Regions from separate parts of the Mus musculus genome. Here all the other regions are linked to region 3. The links are chromatin contacts, called in public HiChIP or PLAC-seq maps. All regions are on one chromosome and are shown on one strand. The core of a region is the stretch at or near the end of the contact, and the rest is flanking DNA. Distances in the headings are between cores, read along the strand shown.

What was found. HiChIP or PLAC-seq counts read pairs in DNA pulled down with a chosen protein or histone mark.
Region 1: an H3K27ac HiChIP or PLAC-seq map of embryonic stem cells shows a contact between it and region 3, with 7 read pairs. The contact joins two enhancer-like sites. A contact is called at or near these places in 3 of 39 promoter capture datasets (the HPC-7 cell line and liver), 3 of 484 Hi-C or Micro-C datasets (muscle stem cells and stem cell-derived neural stem cells), 6 of 115 datasets of contacts at active chromatin or transcription factors (cardiomyocytes, embryonic midbrain, embryonic stem cells and 2 more) and 2 of 9 other capture datasets (adipose tissue and pancreatic islet).
Region 2: an H3K27ac HiChIP or PLAC-seq map of embryonic stem cells shows a contact between it and region 3, with 2.1 times the contacts expected there. The contact joins two enhancer-like sites. A contact is called at or near these places in 6 of 484 Hi-C or Micro-C datasets (B cells, CD4 T cells, the G1E-ER4 cell line and 2 more), 1 of 115 datasets of contacts at active chromatin or transcription factors (embryonic stem cells) and 3 of 9 other capture datasets (adipose tissue, embryonic stem cells and liver).

What each region holds. Positions count from the first base shown.
Region 1 is chr13:46,942,328-46,945,077 of GRCm38.p6, forward strand. No RefSeq gene overlaps it. Among named protein-coding and RNA genes, the nearest start is that of Kif13a, 14 kb to the left of the region's middle. Within about 2 kb of position 1,309, at least 9 of the 459 cell types and tissues checked have an H3K27ac peak or open chromatin away from gene starts, as enhancers often do. A contact at or near this core is called in embryonic stem cells, where this site is marked.
Region 2 is chr13:46,644,459-46,647,158 of GRCm38.p6, forward strand. Cap2 (CAP, adenylate cyclase-associated protein, 2 (yeast)) reads left to right here. Exons shown (of 13, transcript NM_026056.4): 12 at 2,068-2,208. Among named protein-coding and RNA genes, the nearest start is that of Fam8a1, 24 kb to the right of the region's middle. Within about 2 kb of position 1,328, at least 9 of the 459 cell types and tissues checked have an H3K27ac peak or open chromatin away from gene starts, as enhancers often do. A contact at or near this core is called in embryonic stem cells, where this site is marked.
Region 3 is chr13:46,808,998-46,811,697 of GRCm38.p6, forward strand. It overlaps Kif13a (kinesin family member 13A), which reads right to left. Exons shown (of 38, transcript NM_010617.2): 14 at 1,694-1,824; 15 at 161-247; 16 at 1-60. Among named protein-coding and RNA genes, the nearest start is that of Gm24620, 43 kb to the left of the region's middle. Within about 2 kb of position 1,349, at least 30 of the 459 cell types and tissues checked have an H3K27ac peak or open chromatin away from gene starts, as enhancers often do. A contact at or near this core is called in embryonic stem cells, where this site is marked.

The DNA of each region.
Region 1 (2,750 bases), core at 59-2,558, 130 kb after region 3:
TTCCTGCTTAAGGAGCTCCTCTGCAGGGTGGGATGATCCTATCTCAGAGGAAACTGTTAGACAACAAGACCTGTTCCCAGATCTCTGAAGATTTCAGACACTGGTCTCCATAGTGGCTGTAGATTTTATAATTTTCAATGGATAAGGTAAATTGCATGATCTATGCTGTAGATTGGATCTAATGCTTTGATTTAGTCAGGAATCTGCATGTCCAAACGCTAAAGGTCCTTGTCCCCGTCTGTGGCTTGTCTATGAGGGAGCTTCCAGAGAGGTTTAATTGAGGAAAGAAGACCCACCCTAAATGTGGGGGTCTCTACCCCCAACAGCCTGTGGTGTTATGACATACAATTCAGCAAGGGGACACTTCATGGGCCCATGCCAAGGTGTGCCCAAGTAATTGTACCATGCAACAGATCTGGTATAAAGGGAGTTTATTGGAGGAAGGGAGAGGAGTGTGGACCTAGGGAAGGAATAAAGGCAGTGAGTGAGCCAAGTAGACAGGCAGACAGATGGGAGCAGACAGACAGGAGCAGAGCTATGAGGGCAGAGAAGGGGGCAGTGAGACAGAGACGGACAGAAAGTGGGGAGAGAGAGACCGGCCAGGAACATGTCCGGGTGCATCTGGTGTTGGCAGCAGAGAGGATATAAAAGGTAACGAATATAATTCACTGAGAGTTGTCAGCTCCCACCCCTAGTCAGACACTGGAAATCGCCTGAGAACCCACTATTTAAGCTGGAGATGGACAGTATCTAAAAGGGAACCATAGAGGGTCTTTCTCAGACCTGCCAGTGGTATAGAGAAGGCGAGGAGTCCTTTATATCATTTAAAGCTTAGGCCTTTCGTTTGGGCAGTCTTCCCAGCTAGCTAGCCTAAACTTACCTTGACTCATTTGGTCATGTCCCTCCACATGGCTAGCTCTGTGCCTCTCTGCTCCACTGAGGTAAATCCTGTTCCTTCTGTATCCTCCCTCAGGATCATCTTTGTCTGCCTCTTCCCCCAGGATCTATCTACTATTTCTCCCTCTTCCTCTCCTCCTCCCCCTTCTTCCACCCCCTCCCCCCCTCTCTGCCCTTCACTTTCTGCCCAACTATTGGCTGTCAGATCTTTATTTCAACCAATCAGAACCTCTGACACAATTCTAGGCCTTTAGGCAAGTGAAGTAGGTCATAACATTTACACAACATAAGGCCAGTGATGGGCCCCAGAAATAACAATAAAGATCCTGTCAGCATTTAGCTCTCTGCCAGTACAGAATTAACAATGGAAATACAGAGACACACCTTCACATAATGTGAAGAAAAGTTTACCTCAACAAGGAACCTGTAGTGAGAGGTTTAGGGAACCTCCCTGGATGGAGGCCTCTGTCTATACTTGCCCTGCCCCCTTCCGAGTGGAGCCAGCAGCTGATCAGGTCAGGGCTGCCTTTTCTCCCTGTGCAAAGGCCCTAAGCAGCTGAATAAACCCAGAGACCTCATCAGGAGGCCCAGATCTCCAGGAACAGCCTTTGGAGCTACGGAAACAGAAATTCTTCCGTCTTTCCTCAGAGAGATTTTCCTAGGAATGGGACACCCTGATTATGAAGTAGCCCGTTCTGGTAGATTGGCATTTAGGGATAACTTGACGAAGGTACCCTGTCACATTGACAGTAGACCACGGTGCAAGGGGACAGGTGGGCTTAGTTCTTGAAAGTGGGCTCAGGGAATACTTTGGAACTCGCCAAAAGAAAACCAAAGTCAGAAAAAAAAAAAAAAAAAGCCCCAAACAAAACAGTCCTTTCTGGCAGGATGTATTCTGATCTGAAGACTATAGTTACTAGCCAGGCATAGTGGTAGCTGCCTCTAATTATACTGGGGTGACAGAGGCAGGATGACCAGCCTGTATTTGTGGGGAATTGCAGGCTGGTCTCCAGTCGAGCTGAGTTCTGAACCCGATGGTCATAATTCACCTACATGATATGGTAGGCGTTCCCTCATGCTCCTGGAACTCCGGCCCCTGCCTAAGGTACCACCTCCCACAGCCCCCACAAGAGAAGCATGGTCAGTAGTCACATAAGCAATGGCCCAAGCTTCTGACCTTCAGGCTAAACTCCTTCCCAGTTACCTAGCAACAGTGAAGACCATAAAAAGGGGTGCTCAGCCCCCACCACGCTCTCTTACTCTTACTCCTTTGTTCCTTTAACTCTCACTTCTCTCTCCTCTTTCCTTTTCTCTTTGTCTTCTCCCCCTCCCCCTCCCCCTCTCCTACCTTCTATCTTTCTCCACGCTTTGTATAATAAAGCTCTTAAACCATAGAGAGTCTCTGCTCCATCAAGTTCCGCAGCGCACTCTGGTCAGTGTTGGGAACTTCTTCCCCTATTCCCTCTCTCCTGCAACCCTGGGGCTTTAGCAAGGTAGCTTCCGGGGCGGGGGGTGGGGGAGGGTCCCCGGTTGGGGGCTGCCCCTTTCTCCACCCCCCGCCTCCCCACCCCCCGCCGAGTGGGTCAGCCATGCTCACCAGGGGCTGAGTGCTTGCCTCTGCTTGCCCAGAGTACAGGAACTCTGGCCCCCGACATTAGGCCCCTTTTCCTTTCCCCTACTTTTTCCCAGGGCCCTCCGGGCCCCCCTTTTATTTTTGCTCCCAACATGTACTCTCTAGTGAGACTCTGAGAGAGAGGTAGGCAGAGGGAAGAGGACCCAATCGAAGTGGCACAGAAATTAAGAGTGAAGATAAAAGGCTGTGGGGCTCCCCTTAGTAGTAAGAGCTTAGAGGG
Region 2 (2,700 bases), core at 78-2,577, 160 kb before region 3:
GTGAGTTCAAGGCCAACCTAGGTTACCTGAGACCCTATTAGAAGGGAAGGGAGGGAGGGAGGGAGGGAGGGAGGGAGGGAGGGAGGGAGGAAGGAAGGAAGGAAGGAAGGAAGGAAGGAAGGAAGGAAGGAAGGAAGGAAGGAAGGGAACTTTCAAACAAACCAAAAGGGAATTAGCTGGAATGCCACACTAATAAAGTTGTTGTAGAAAGTGTATGTATCTATTATTCTTTGTATGTTTCCATGCCTGAAGTATCTTGTTACATTTTTAAGGATGTGAACTGTGCACTGTGAACAGTTACCTCAGGAAGGGTGAACTACTGGTTGCCTGTGGAAGGAGCTACAAGGACCAATTCGGAGACAAGAGAAACGTTTGATGGAACACTTAGTGAATTTCTGAGTGCTCAAACCAAGAGAGTGCCATTACCTAGTTAAAGTGCCTAGTAAATTGTCTGAAAGGGGCCAGGGCACAACTGAAGCAGAAATCACTTACCTGCCTGGGGCTGAGATGGGGACCGACTGTAAGTGGCCATTAGTGATATTTTTAGAATAGTGGAACTATTCTAGAAGCAGCTTGTGGTCCTGATTGCACATCTCTGTACGTTTGTGAAATGGCATCCAACTGTACTCTCAAAAATGGGTGGTTCGTGTATACATAAAGATTGGGGAAGACAGACAACCATCATCAGTGGAAATTTTTCAAATTATTACTGAGAAATAATATCCATAAACCAAGCCTCTAGGAGTCGCTGGCAGCATCTCGCTTTCCTTAGCTAGGCTGGTGGTATCTGTGGGCTTCAGGCCGGCATGTAAACTCTTTTCATCATTACAACATAAAGAAATTTAGAAGTCATGAAAACATGTCTAAGCACATTTTTAAAACAAGCACATACATGCATGTACACACAGAGACACAGACACACATTCTCTCTCTCTCTCTCTCTCTCTCTCTCTCTCTTCTGTATATATACTATTTAACTCAGGCAGAGCCCTGCCTGTACCTGCCTGACCTTGAACGACTCAGCTGGACCTTTCTCTTGCTCTGGGCTTCAATTCCAACTCAGTCTCCAGTTTCTATGGAGCAAAGCGGGGAGAAGCCCAGTGACCGGCTAGACGCCCCACAAGGAATTCTTTTGGGCACCTGCACCCCAGACAGAAAGTGTTCCTTTGGTTTGCAAACTAAGCCTTTTCTTCAGGTTGAAAGGAGAGATGTCTTTATTGCTTTAATTACCATTACAAGAAGGAAACTTCTAGAGTAGTTATGAAGTCTTTGGGAGAATGCTAGATCCCTGTGGACATTGTGGGAAGGGTTGAAAACTGATTGTTAGAAGAGAAACTTAAAACTGATCTGAGTTTTTACGGGACTTAGATACTTGTAAGCAGTACAAAGCGCTGCCTCCTCTTGCTCAAGGGTTCCGATTATCTGGGTCAGCATCCTGAGTCTGAGCTCCTGAAATGAGTACGTTCTGAAACACCCAGACACCCATCTCATCTGAACTTCACCTTCTGCCTCTTACCCGGCAAATGGCTTCCATGAGAAGAATTGGAGAGTTTCTTGTTCGCTCTGAAGTTTGGGAACAATCTACTTGGCTTCTCTTCGAAATTAATCTTATTGTTCAGTGTCTGTATGGATATTTGTTCTAGCCCCAGTCTCAGAGATAACTGTCAAAACTTAAATTTTAAGCAAATGAATCCTGTTTCTCTTATCGTGAAATCAGAGAGGCGCTTCAGATTCACTAACGGGTTGCAGGGCTTTTCTGAACATTTTAGCTGCTGCCTCCAAATTAATCCCTTAATTTCATCTCAAGAAAGGGAAATCCTGCCTACTTAGGATTCCCCACCCCCCTTGTATAGTCCTTTCACTGTGTCCTCAGATGACACTTGCCCTGCACGTAGACACAGAGATACACACAGAGAGGGGAGTGGGGGAGAGAAAGGAAGACAGACAGACACAGAGAGCATGCTACCCCATAAGTCCAAAGCTAAACTCAGGAGTAACTCCAGAAGTACCTGCTTGGGAACATGGCCATTTTTAGTTCTTTGCTTCAGTCCCATTTTTTCCCCTTAGGTAATGGGGAGAGTACCAACAATCTCCATTAATAAGACAGAAGGATGCCACCTGTACCTCAGTGAAGATGCACTAGACTGTGAGATCGTGAGCGCGAAGTCGTCCGAGATGAATGTCCTGGTCCCTCAGGATGACGATTATGTGAGTACCTCCCAAAAGCCTGCCCAGAAAAGGCTTTGTGGTGTATTCATGTTAGCATTCTTAGAGAGGTGCCCATCAGCTGCCATCTCGGGAGCTTCATTTGAAGACAACGTAACAGGCAGGCAAGGGAGGGAGCCAAAATAGAATGCTCCTCTTTTTTTAAAAAAAAAATTATTTATTTATTTATTTATTTATTTATTTATTTTTATGTATATGAATGCACTGTAGCTGTACTGATGGTTGTGAGCCATCATGTGGGAATAAAGGTTTCTCGTTCCGGTCCGTCCCACCCACTTCAGCCTAGAAATTTATTTATTATATCTAAGTACACTGTAGCTGACTTCAGACACACCAGAAGAGGGCATCAGATCTCATTACAGATGGTTGTGAGCCACCATGTGGTTGCTGGGATTTGAACTCAGGACCTTCAGAAGAACAGTCAGTGTTCTTAACCGCTGAGCCATCTCGCCAGCCCTATAATGCTCCTTTTAA
Region 3 (2,700 bases), core at 99-2,598:
CTGGTTTCTCTCTCAAAGTCTTTCAACCAGTCCCGCCGTTTCCTCTTAGGCAAGTTAATTCTGTGGAGGTTTTCATCATTAGATGATACCAGCTCGATTTATACATAACAGAAAAAAAAAAAAAGGAAATGAAGAACGCTAGAGAGCGTGAAGTTGTTACCTAAAAAAGTGGTTGTTTCCCCATAAGATCCTGTCGCCGTGCCACAGCTGGGTAGTACTGCAGACAAGGGTGCCATTGACACAGGACCTGGAGGGACACAAAGGAAGGTGCCAGGTGGATAGAAGACAGTAGCCTCAAGACTCACAGAAGTGACAGGGACCGGTCTCCTAACGGATGCATTCTGGGAGACATTTGAAAGAGTAACAGAAACAGTCTCAGCAGAGAGCCAGGGCCTGCCCAGTCCCCTCAAAGAGGGGTCCCCAACTCTGTGTGTTTCTAATGAAGAGAGAAAGCATTTCATAACACTTAAAACCAGAGCTGGGGAGATGGCTCTTTAGGCAAAGCTAGTGTGAGGGCCTGAATTCAGAGCCCTGGAACCCAGGTTAAGCTGGAGGTGTAGCACACAACTGTGGTCTTATTGTTCTCAGGGAGACAAGGAAGGTAGACACAGAGGCCCTGAGTGCTCCCAGGCCAGCCGGCCCTGCCTATGCAGTGCTGAACAGGACACACACACACACACACACACACACACACATATAAATAGACACAGACAGACACACACTGACACACACACACACTGGCACAGATAGACACACACTGACAGACACACATACTGAAAGACACACACACACAGACATAGGACACACACTGACAGACAGACAGACAGACACACACACAGATTAAAGCACCCCTAAACCTTAAATACATATATTCAACAGCTCATTAAAAAAAAAAAAGTTGCTGGCAATTTAGAAACAAAGTACAGATGTGGAAAGGTAGTTAAAAGTAACTTCCCTAAAGGATGCTCAGGGAAACCTAATGACAAAACGCGGTAGACAAGATCTTTAAGTCACATTCTCCTACAATCTCTCATTAGTAAAGCCCTGGGCTCCACAGGGCTCTGACGCCTGAACTTTTGAAATTCATTCATGAAAACATACACCCTTCAGTTTAACCCTGGTTACGAAGGCTTTGCCGTAATAGTCCTAAAAAGAGCGCTATTATGCCTCAAAGTTACGATACTGCTATGATTTCAATACGCAAAGCCTCCACAGGCTCACGTGCTAGAATACTTGCTTCCCACTGGGTGGCGCTGTATTCAAAGGTTGTGGCATTTGGGAGGCGGAGCCTCACTGGAGGAAGTGAGTCACTAGGGGCGGCCCTTGGGCGATAAAGCTATCCAGTGTCTAGGTAGGTCGGCTTCCAGACATGACAGTGCCAGCTGCTTCATCCTCTGAAGGATCCTTCACCATCCCACCAGCCGTGCCTGCTACCATGACTTGCTAGCCATATGGATCTTACTCTTTCAAATCAGGAGCCAAAATATATCCCTCCTTTGGTTTTTGGTTTTGTATTTTGTTTGGTTTTGGTTAAGGCAACGAGAACGGTAATTAATACACCCTCCATAAACAGAAGGTAAATCCTCAAGGATATCTAGTGTATTCTTACTTTGACATAACTGCAATAAGCAAGGGGAAAGGGCCAGGGTCCTAAAAATGAGGGAGGGGCAGAAGCCTCCGCAGCGCCTCCTACCTTGCATTTTCTTTGGGCGTGAGAGTGATGTCTCCATCCGCTGCGATGTCGATCTCACAGTGCTCGGGCTGAATCCCTATTCCGAAGAGCTGGATGTCCTGAGAGGTATCTGCACCCACCCGGGTATGATCCTACAACATACAATTGAAGACGGGAGACCAAGTTCACAAGGGACTCAACCGGAAGTGCTCAAAGCACTTGGAATAAATCAGGAGTAGGAAATGAATCGCACGGGAGGTCTGGCGCTTCAAAGCCAAGGGCGGGCTGATGAGATGTCTCATCGGATAACGGCATTCATCACCAAGCCTAATGACCTGAGTTCAATCCCCAAGACCTACATGGTGGAAGAAAATCGTTCTCTGACCTCTAATCACACTCTTTGGCATGTGCATGTCTGTCATAGATAGATAGATAGATAGATAGATAGATAGATAGATAGATAGATAGATAGATAGATAGATAGATCAGCAAACAATGTAATATTTTTTTAAGCCAAAAGCTTACCTTCAAACATTTTTTTAAAAATGTTTAAACTCTACCAACACCTGTTCCTTTATCAGTGGTGATTAGGTGTTATTTTAAAACATAAGAAAATTGGAGTTAGCAGTAGCAGGCACTGAATTCTCATTCTGGATTGAAAATTTACTATTTGAAGTGGGTACCAGCATGCCACTTCATCCAGCTTTGCCACCACAGGTAAACTAAGGAGGAAGACAGTGAGGTGTGGCACTGGCGATTGGGGTTGGTGCAGAGGACAGCCAATGACACCCCACCTCACCCCACCCCACCTCAACCCCCAGTGACAATTTACCAGGTCAGCTCTAGAAGAACTGAAGGTGACTGGGCAGAAGTTAACTAGCTGGGGTTGGTACTCGCTGTGACTGGGAACTCTTTTAACTCTTAAGGGGCAGGCAAGAAAGAAAAGGAGAAATCATGCTGGCCCTGAACTTGCTACACAGTGGAAGATGAGCCTGAACGTCCAATCTTTCTGGCCTACACCTGCCAAA